Regions from separate parts of the Gossypium hirsutum genome. Here region 1 is linked to region 2. Evidence: chromatin contacts called from public Hi-C data. All regions are on one chromosome and are shown on one strand. The core of a region is the stretch at or near the end of the contact, and the rest is flanking DNA. Distances in the headings are between cores, read along the strand shown. Region 1 overlaps LOC107909792 (a long non-coding RNA gene). Region 2 holds the start of LOC107909789 (protein ENHANCED DISEASE RESISTANCE 4).

What was found. A called contact is a pair of places that touch in the nucleus more often than the background predicts.
Region 1: a contact with region 2 is called in a Hi-C map of leaf, with 2.8 times the contacts expected there. The contact joins the enhancer-like site here to the promoter of LOC107909789 in region 2. A contact is called at or near these places in 24 of 34 Hi-C or Micro-C datasets (anther, callus, cotyledon and 5 more).

Annotation. Positions count from the first base shown.
Region 1 is chrA11:9,578,400-9,582,875 of Gossypium_hirsutum_v2.1, forward strand. LOC107909792 (a long non-coding RNA gene) reads right to left here. Exons shown (of 5, transcript XR_005904820.1): 5 at 2,075-4,476. It also overlaps the pseudogene LOC107909791. Among protein-coding and RNA genes, the nearest start is that of LOC107909792, 6.4 kb to the right of the region's middle. Within about 2 kb of position 2,327, at least 9 of the 9 cell types and tissues checked have an H3K27ac peak or open chromatin away from gene starts, as enhancers often do. A contact at or near this core is called in cotyledon, fibers, leaf and 1 more, where this site is marked.
Region 2 is chrA11:9,533,174-9,538,205 of Gossypium_hirsutum_v2.1, forward strand. LOC107909789 (protein ENHANCED DISEASE RESISTANCE 4) reads left to right here and starts at 2,711. Exons shown (of 5, transcript XM_016837442.2): 1 at 2,711-3,690; 2 at 4,319-5,032. The coding sequence starts at 3,576.

The DNA of each region.
Region 1 (4,476 bases), core at 1,077-3,576, 45 kb after region 2:
TCTACCAAAGGGGTTTCTGGAGAGGACAAAAGGGCGGGGTCTAGTGGTGCCATCGTGGGCACCACAGGCTCAAGTGCTGAGCCACAGCTCTACCGGAGGGTTTTTGACCCACTGCGGGTGGAATTCTACTCTGGAAAGTATCGTTAACGGGGTTCCTTTGATCGCCTGGCCGCTCTACGCTGAGCAAAAAATGAATGCCGCGATGCTAACCCAAGATATTAAAGTGGCACTGCGAACAGAACCCAACGAAAACGGTTTAGTTTGCAGAGACGAGATTGCAAAGGCTGTTAAGGGTCTAATGGAGGGTGAAGAAGGGAAAGGTGTTCGAAATAGAATGAAGGACCTGAAGGAAGCTGCGGCAAAGGCACTTTCTGAAAATGGGTCTTCCACCAAGGCACTTTCCGAGGTGGCTACTAGGTGGAGGAACCGTACAGCCATCTAGATTTTTATGCTTAATATATGTTTTATATATAAATTTATCTTCACTTCTCCTGTAAATGGTCCAGGCCATCTGTTTGTAACTACAGGTTAGCTTAGCCTATATGTTTAAATGTTAAGAGTTTCTTGGGAGTTTCTGGTTTTAAGTTCTTTCATCTCCTCCTTTTTTAACTATTTCCCTTACATAATGAAGTGGGTGGGATTGGTGTGGCCGATGGCCACAGTGACGTGTTGCATTTTAGAGTTGGAAGTTTGAATGGGCATCCAATCATGCCAAAGGGGTGGACCCAACGACCGAAGAAAAATACTTGTTGCAACACATCTTAGTGATGGCCTAGCATTGATTGAAAGTAGGTGGAGTGGCATTGACATGAAATTAATTCATTTTTACAATTTATATTTAGATGGTTTTAAAAAAAAATTCGATTTTATACTCTTCTAAGTATAATCTATCTTATCCGTCACTTGTTAGTGTCAAAAAATGACCAAAGAATCCAGATATTACCTGTCTCGTCAATTCTACACTTCATTCACGGGATATTCATTTTTTTAAATGGAAGAATGTCTGCAATAGACCTTTAAATTTTACATTTTTTAGCGTTCATATATATTTTATATTTTATCAATTAAATTTGTACTTTTATATTAATAGAGTTAATTGTGCTGAAGTGGTATTGTTAGTCAACCCAGTACCATCACATTGCAGCCTCTCAATATATCATATTTAAACATAAATCAAAAAAATCTTTAAAAATATATAAATTAATAAAAAATAAAATTTTTCACATCAACAATAAACTCCAATAACTGATTGTTTTAAATATGTTTTTAGTAATTTTATATATTTCATTTTTTACAAAATATTAGGTTATTTTTATTATTGTGAAATTAAAAATATATAAAATAATAAAAAAATATTGAATAATTTTTACATCAACAATGAACCTAAACAGATGGTTATCCAAATTCAAATGTATCTGAAAAATTATTTATTCAAATTCATCTTAATTATGCTTTTTAGTTCTTTTATGTATTTATATATTCTTTTTTTATAATTTTTTATATTTTTTTCAAAATATTATAGACTTTTTATACATTTTTAATTGTCTATATTTTTTTATAAATTTATTTTTTATATATTTTAAAATAAAATAACCCAAAACTGATATTTTATAAATAAAATAAAATATAAGATTACTAAAATTCCATATGAAATGAATCTGGACAACCACTTGTCTAAGTTTATTCTTGACGTGAAAAAAAATATTTTTTATTTATATATTTTTATTTTTTTATCTTTTTAAAGTTATGTTCAACATGTTGGTATACTAAGAGACTGCCACGTAGTATCATCGGATTGACTTGTAGTGCCATGTCAACACAAATTAATGGTGTTAGTGCGAAGATACCAACTTGGTTGATGGAATATAAGTTCGAGTGCCAATTAAATACAAATGAACAAGTTAAACATGCAAAATATATATTAACTTTTTTATAGTAACGAAGTTAGAAATTTTAGTAGAAGGGACATAAAATTATAAAATTTTGAGGTATTAGAGTTAAATTATTTTTAAAAGGAATTAAATTAAATAATAAATTTTTAGAAGGCATAAAAATATAAAGTTTCTCATTTATCAAAGGATTAAAAAAATTAACGTAGGTCTGCTTTACTAGCACATCTTTGTCTGCTCTCTCTGCCAGGTTTAGGGTTTTATTTTTTAGGTTTTTTGTTTGCTTGTTTGCAGTGATAATTCGATAATTTTTCTTCATTCTTTTACCAAATTAATACACATAGTTGAATTTCGATCAACATTATGGAATCAGAATTCGCTGGTCTCACTATCAATGAAGAGGAGGAAGCAATTCTTCAAGTGCAAATCGAACCGAATCCAGAAAAAGGAAGTGGGGGCTTATCAATTAGGGGGCTGTTTTTTAACGGCTAGCATTATACACTTTCCAGAAATGAAGAGTACCATGGCGAATTTATGGCACCCAGTAAAAGGGGTTCAAGTCCGATATCTGAGGGAAAAAAGGTATCTGTTTCAATTTTATCAGGTTATGGATATGGAGAGGGTTATAAAAGGGTCACCATGGACCTTTAATAATCATTTATTGTTGTTACATAAACTGCAATGGGGGGAGAACCCATCCAAAGTTCCATTAATTTATGCACATTTCTGGGTACAAATTCATGCTGTTCCTATAGGGTTTTTTTCTGAAAATCTGGCAATACAATTGGAAAACTTTATAGGTACTTACATGGAATATGATGGCTCTAATCTAATGGCTCTAATCTAGGGAAGGAAAACAAGAATTTTATGAGAGTTACAGTCCAAATTGATGTACGACGTCCTTTGAAAAGGAAGAAACAGATTATGTTTTACGGGAGCTGTTCATATGTTAGATTCAAATATGAGAGATTATCATTGTTTTGCTTTTACTGTGGTCAATTAGGTCATAGTGATTCTTTTTGTGAAGCAAAAATAGCTTTAAGGGTGGAAGTTGCTGAGATGGGATGGGACTTATCATTACGAGCACAATCTCGTAGAGCTCTAACGATGATTAGTGTTTGGCTTCGAGAAGAAGGAGAGGGAGAATGGGGTGACAACAGGGAGGGAAGACAAATTCTAGGATATAAAGGAAAGCTAGATCCAATACTGGGTGTTAATTTGGAAGGGAGATTATCTACCGTATGGAAAGAAGGGGGAAATTCAAGTGCTGGTCAATTCCATACTTTAATAGAACATGATCTTAAAGATGACGTGTTAATAGAGGAGGAAGAAAAAAGAGAGGTAGGGGGAGATTGAAGATTTATCGGCTAAGGAAGAGTTTAATACCTTGGCAATAAGAAATAGAAGAGGAGGGGAAATTAATCACTTAATATCGGCGACTGCCAAGGGGCAAGCCGACCAGGCGCAATGAAAATCTTAAGTTGGAATGTCCGTGGCTTGGGAAATCCATGGACAATTCGTAGACTTTGGTACTCACTGAAGTTATACAATCCCCAAATGGTCTTCTTTATGGAGAAAAAACTCGATAGGTGTCAAATGGAACGAGCTCGAAGAAGCTGTGGTTTTTTTAATGGCATTGAAGTTGATTCAAATGGATCTAGAGGTGGATTAGGTTTGGCTTGGAGGGGGGACAGTAACGTTAGGCTGCAAAGTTTCTCGAAAAGACATATTGATGTGATAATAGAAGACGAAGGCGAAAGAATCAAATGAAGGTTTACAGGTTTTTATGGATCTCCTTATTTAGAAGGTAGAGATGAAGCATGGAACCTTTTGCGGCAATTAGGCAATGATGGAGAGATCCCATGGGTGGTGTGTGGACATTTTAATGAAATAATGTATGGTTTTGAAAAGAAAAGAGGTATGCCACGAGAGGAGGAGAGAATGAAAGCTTTTCATACAGTGTTGAAGGATTGCAATTTGATGGATTTGGGATTCAGTGGAAATTGGTTTACTTGGGAGAGAAGAAACTACCAGAAACGAATATCCAAGAACGTTTGGATCGGGGAGTAGCAAATACAGATTGGTTTTCTTTGTTCCCTGATTTTCAAGTCCAGCATCTTCCTCACTCTTTCTCAAACCATTGTCCACTACTCATTACCACGAAAAGCGATGTTATGCAGCGCACTCAAAATCACTTCAAATTTGAAGCATGGTGGGTTTTAGAAGAATCTTTTTTACTGAAGTTAGAAATATTTGGGAGATGTCTGAAGGTGATTTATTGAACAAACTGGATAGAGTTAACGCGGGTCTCAAGAGATAGACTGACCAGATTTGAAATAGTAGAAACGGAAAGAAGGCAGAGTTAAATGCCAAACTGGCTAAATTGTTGGAATCCGAGAGGAATGATGAAATATAGGAGGAGCTCATCGATACAAAAATTCATCTCAATCTGGAGATTGAAAAAGACAAGCGATATTGGGAACAAAGGGCACGAGTAAATTGGTTGAAATTAGGGGATAAGAATACAACTTTCTTCCACAAACAGGAAACACAGAGAAGATAGAGGAATTTTATTCAGAAAATGCAG
Region 2 (5,032 bases), core at 1,461-3,960:
GATGTATTAAATTAATATATTTTTCTAGCGTGTTGTTCTTCACTGTTCTGGTTCATATCTGTTTCTCTTTTTCTGCTGCTGGTGCTACCTACGTTCATCCAAATGTAAACTGGACATGGAAAACTACATAGCTATTAATTGGAGAAAATAGAACATTGCTGGTGGTGAATAAGAATACCACAAAAATTAAAAATATAAAAACTTTATGTTGTTTTTATTTTGCATTTTTTTTCCATATATATTGTTGTGATATGACGATGTAGCTACCATAAAAAGGGATTTGAACTGTTACTTCAAAACCAAATAAGAAAATGATAAAATCCCAACAATAATTGTGGAATAGCCTGGTTGAAGAAATCCCATGTTACTGCTAATTTAAGTGCAAATTCTGCTTTACATGGTATGCTGTAATTCTAATTGCTTACGTTTAAACCCAGTTTTTTATGAGTATTTCCCTTATTTTTTATCTTTTCTTTTTCATGGGTAGTTGATTGGGAATAAGGTGATGGCTTGGGATTCGAATCTCAAATTTGTTGAATATTATAATGACTGCGTGTAATCATTTATGTATAAACCAATATGACAATCCCCCAGAAATTTTATTTAAACTCAAATGAAGAAGATAAAAACCAAAGGGAAAAATGAAGATTCATCAACATTTGCTACGTGGGATTGTGGCAGCCGTTTATATGATTCGTATGATTTGGTATCACTCAGTCATGTGATCGACCCGCATCTAATAGAACTGCCTTATTGAGATGGTTCGAAGAGGCCAATGACCGGAATTTCTCATCCCACTGATTTCACGCCAGTTAGCATTGCAGATCCCACAAGCAAATCCATAGCCAAGGAATCATCTTCTCTAAGGAGCAGCTCGCGTGAACTTCATGAGAGCAAGTGTTGGAAGGAAAGAAGGTTTGGACAAAGGAGGGATAAGGCTATAAAGTTAAGATCAGGATTCAGTTGCCTTTGCAACAAGTAGCATACAAAACAATGTAATTGATTCAAAGGCAATTATGTTTATTGTTCATCGATGCTGCTTTTCTTAATTCTTGGTGTTAATTAACCAAGCAAAGTTGGTTCTGATGCAGCACAATTCTTCCCCAAAAGACCTGATTTGGGTCAGAGAATGATTTAACAGGCTGGTTTTTTAGGCCAGCCATGTGCATAAAAACCCAAGTCTTGGGAGTTAATATGCATAGCACTAATCAGTTTCAGTTGCTTCCAAATTAGGTCTTTCGTTGCCTTAAAGCTCCTGAGCATGGGCCTCCCATTGCCTGGTCTGGGCCATTCGATGTAGCACTAGTTTACAAGTTTTTAGTTAAAAGGGTGAACAACGACCAGGAAATTCAGTTATAGGGGACTCAACTATTTGAAGAGTTGAATAGCTTTTGGGACCATTTTTTGGCATTCCCTTATTCCCTTCCAAATAGAACATGCCCATTTAGTCAATTAGTCCTTGAAAGAATCTACAGCCAGCTATGGGGACACTCTTTATTTAAGCCAACTTATATATATAGGGAATCTCACCCTTTGTTTTATTTATGTTTCATGACCCACACTTAATAGAAGTCTTCATCCACAAACTAATTTGTATAATACTAATTCTATTACCATTAAGCAACCCCTTTTGACCATCAACTTTTCTTCAAACTTCATATAGTAAATTTCAAGTCTCCCACTTACCATTTGAATATCCAAATAATTTTAGATGCAATATGAGGACTGGACTTGCATCATTTTCCTGTGGGAAAGTAATCAAATCAAGCAAAGCGTTGAAGTTTCAACCAAAAGTTTAACCTAGAAGCAAGTAGGCGTAGTAAATATTGGATAAAAATCAACATCCTCAAATATATGCAAATGTTTGATTTTTTTTTTTTTGGGGGGGGGTGGTTTCTTCTTTCTATCTACTATTACTACAATTAATAAAGGGACAGTGGTTGTTCGTTTGCTCATTGTCTGCATTGGGAGGGTGAAGTCAAAGCGAGTGAGAAAGGCGTCATTAATGGTGAGATCAATGCCACACCAGCAGCACTTCGATGGGTTGCTTTCATCATCAAGTTCCAATGGAATTCCGAGAAGAGAACTACTGAAATTAAATTCCCAGGCTTATCTTATAAATAACTTCACATTTCACCCTTATTATTTTAATCTTAAGAATACAGGGAATACAAGGAAAGGGGAACAGAGTCTCAAGGTGTTTTCTTCATTAAATTTTATTTTGCTTGCTGGGGTAGGCATGGATGGTGACTATTTTAAAACATCACACTTGCAATTCATTATTGATTGACTTAAATGTAACCTAATTTAGAAGTTAATAACCTCACCATCCCTATCTCATTCCTCGATGCACGTTTCATCTCCCTTCATCATCGAGCACCTATATTTCTCCCATTCCCAATCTGAATCCTGAAACCCATCACCAGTCATTCTTTAGTAACAAAATTAGATGTAATCCCAGGGAGGTCTAGAAAACTGGTCTGAAAATTGGTCCATGATTGTGTTGTAATGAGAAAACCCATGCAACGTGTATGTGACAAAAATTGGTAAAATAATAAGCAAGAGTGGGACCTAATCCCATGTTAGGTGAGCTGTGGGGCACATAAACATATATACATTCACTTTCCAAAATGTAAAAAATATAAATTTATAAAAAGAAAGAAAAAAACAGAGTGAGTGATTAAAGTTTAAAGATGTGGGTGGTCAGAACTCAGAAATGGAAGAGAAGTTTGCAAATATAAACAGAGGGGGGGCCTTTCACTTCTTTTCACAACCTCCAAATCTCTGCTTTGCTCTCTCTCTGTCTCTCTCTCACCCGTCACAACACTAAGGTCCCAAAAAAAAGCAATATATTGGATCGAATAAAGTTCTAAACACAGTAAAATAATAAAAATAATTAAGAAAATTAAGAAAAAAAGACTAAGTGAAAAAAAGGAGGAGATTCCATAGTGGAGGCCAGACCCAGAAGCTGTTGATGTTTGAAGGGGTTGTACTTGTTGCAATAGCCAATAGTATGTAAGTAGAAAACGATGGCTTTTCGATGGCTTTTTTTTTTCTTTACCTGCACCCATTGGGAAACGGTCCAGGGTACACTCGGTTTCGGGGTCTCTCTGTCTTTTTCTAGTTCTTGTATTTTTTCTTCTCTTTCTCGGTACCCAAAGTGGAACAAAAATTGAGCAGAGTACAAACTCAGGTTGCTTCAGAGCACACTTAACTATTCTCTTTCAACAGCAAATTTCAGAGTGTTTCTCACAAATTCTGGGATCCTTCATTGTATTGTCTTAACCTCTCTTCCCCAAACTTTCCTTTCCCTGTTTGGTCGCTAAGAAATCCAAGAGAAACTTGCTTAAAAACAAAACAAATAGAACCTTAATTCAGCTTATCAATTCCCTTCCGCTCTTGGTTTTCTCTTATTTCCTATTACCAAACTTAGCTAAAAAGAGTTGTTGTTTTTTTCCTTAAATTGAATGTGTTTGATGATGATAGTTGTTGCAAGAGATTCTCAAGCTCTTTAAAATAAGTTTTAGAGAAGTATTGCATTGTTTTGGCACATAAGGCTTTGAACGATTCAAAAGATGGCCGAGTCAACCAAAGTGAGGTTGGTTCGGTGTCCAAAGTGTGAAAACCTTCTCCCAGAGCTTGCTGATTATTCGGTTTACCAGTGTGGTGGCTGCGGTGCTGTTCTTCGAGGTACCGTTGCTTTCTCCTCTCTTTCTTTTTTCCTAGTTGTTTGTTTGGTTGGTGAAGACGAGACAGAAAATCGATTTTGGATCCTGGATCCTGGATCCATGTTAATAAGCTTCCTGTAAATGTTCAAACTTGAACCCATTGGTTAAATTGAAAGGTAAGGTATAGTTGAGGTGTGGATCATGTGTGCTGTTTATGACTCTGGAATCTTATTAGAATGCTAATGATAGTTGTTTTGTATTTACCAACAATGGGCATGGTGCATTCTGTGAAAACTCGAAGTTGGGTATTGCTTGGTTTTCATTTTATTGGGGTTTTGCTTCTTCTTTTTTTTTGTTCTTTTCATTTTATTGGTTCTATAATGCCCTCAATCCGATTGATGAGTAAGCTTGCCATTTTTCTAAGGCAATAAAAGAATCGAGTGCGCTTCAGCCTCCTCTTTTCAATAGTCAGAATCTGATATGGTCATAAAAGTATATTCTATGGAGTATTTTTGTTGAGATCAAAATAATAAAACCATTTAAGGCTTTGATTTCGGTTTCTTGTTGTTTTCTGAACTTTTTAGTGTTGATCTTCCATGAAATTTGTAGTTTTTTCTTGTTTTAATAGTGTAATGTTATTTGCTTAACAGCTAAACTTAGGAATCATGAAGCAGATACTTTCTTGGACAAGTCGAAAGAAGACAGTCTTGGCAGAGTTTCTACCAAATCCCAAACTTCCTCCGAGAAGGGAATAGTAGACTCAAGTGATGCCTCTGATGCAGATGTTAAATCAAGTGCTGGGTTTTTGACGTGTGATCAAAGGGATCCAGAGAATAATGATGTTGAGTGCAGTGATAGAAGTAGGAGTGAATCAAAGGTTGCTGGTGATAAATGGTCTCTTGAGAACCCAAATGATATTAGCAGGAACAAGGATGATATAGTGAATTCTATTGGAAGAGAACAGGAGGATTTGGATTCCAATTTTGTATATACTGGTGGATCACAAAGACTGGGACAGATGTCTGATTGGCAGGCTGGGAAACAAGAAGAGATGGAGCAATTTCAGAGAATTCCAAGAGTTGTCGTTGAAGGTGTGCGATTTTCTACCTCAAAACACCCAGATGAAGGCCCATCAAACCTTAATTTGGATTCTTCTTATGGTTATCGTGAATCGTTGCAGAATCAAACTGACCTGGATGGTTCTAGTAGAATTCACCTTGACCAAGATCGAGCTGTGCTTCTAAGGAAGCTAGATGAGCTAAAGGAGCAACTTAGTCAGTCTTGTGATGTGGCTGATAAACCAAAAGAGAAGGCTCCGCTTGATAGGAGGGTAGTTCCTCCAGAGTCTTATGGTGGTACTGATA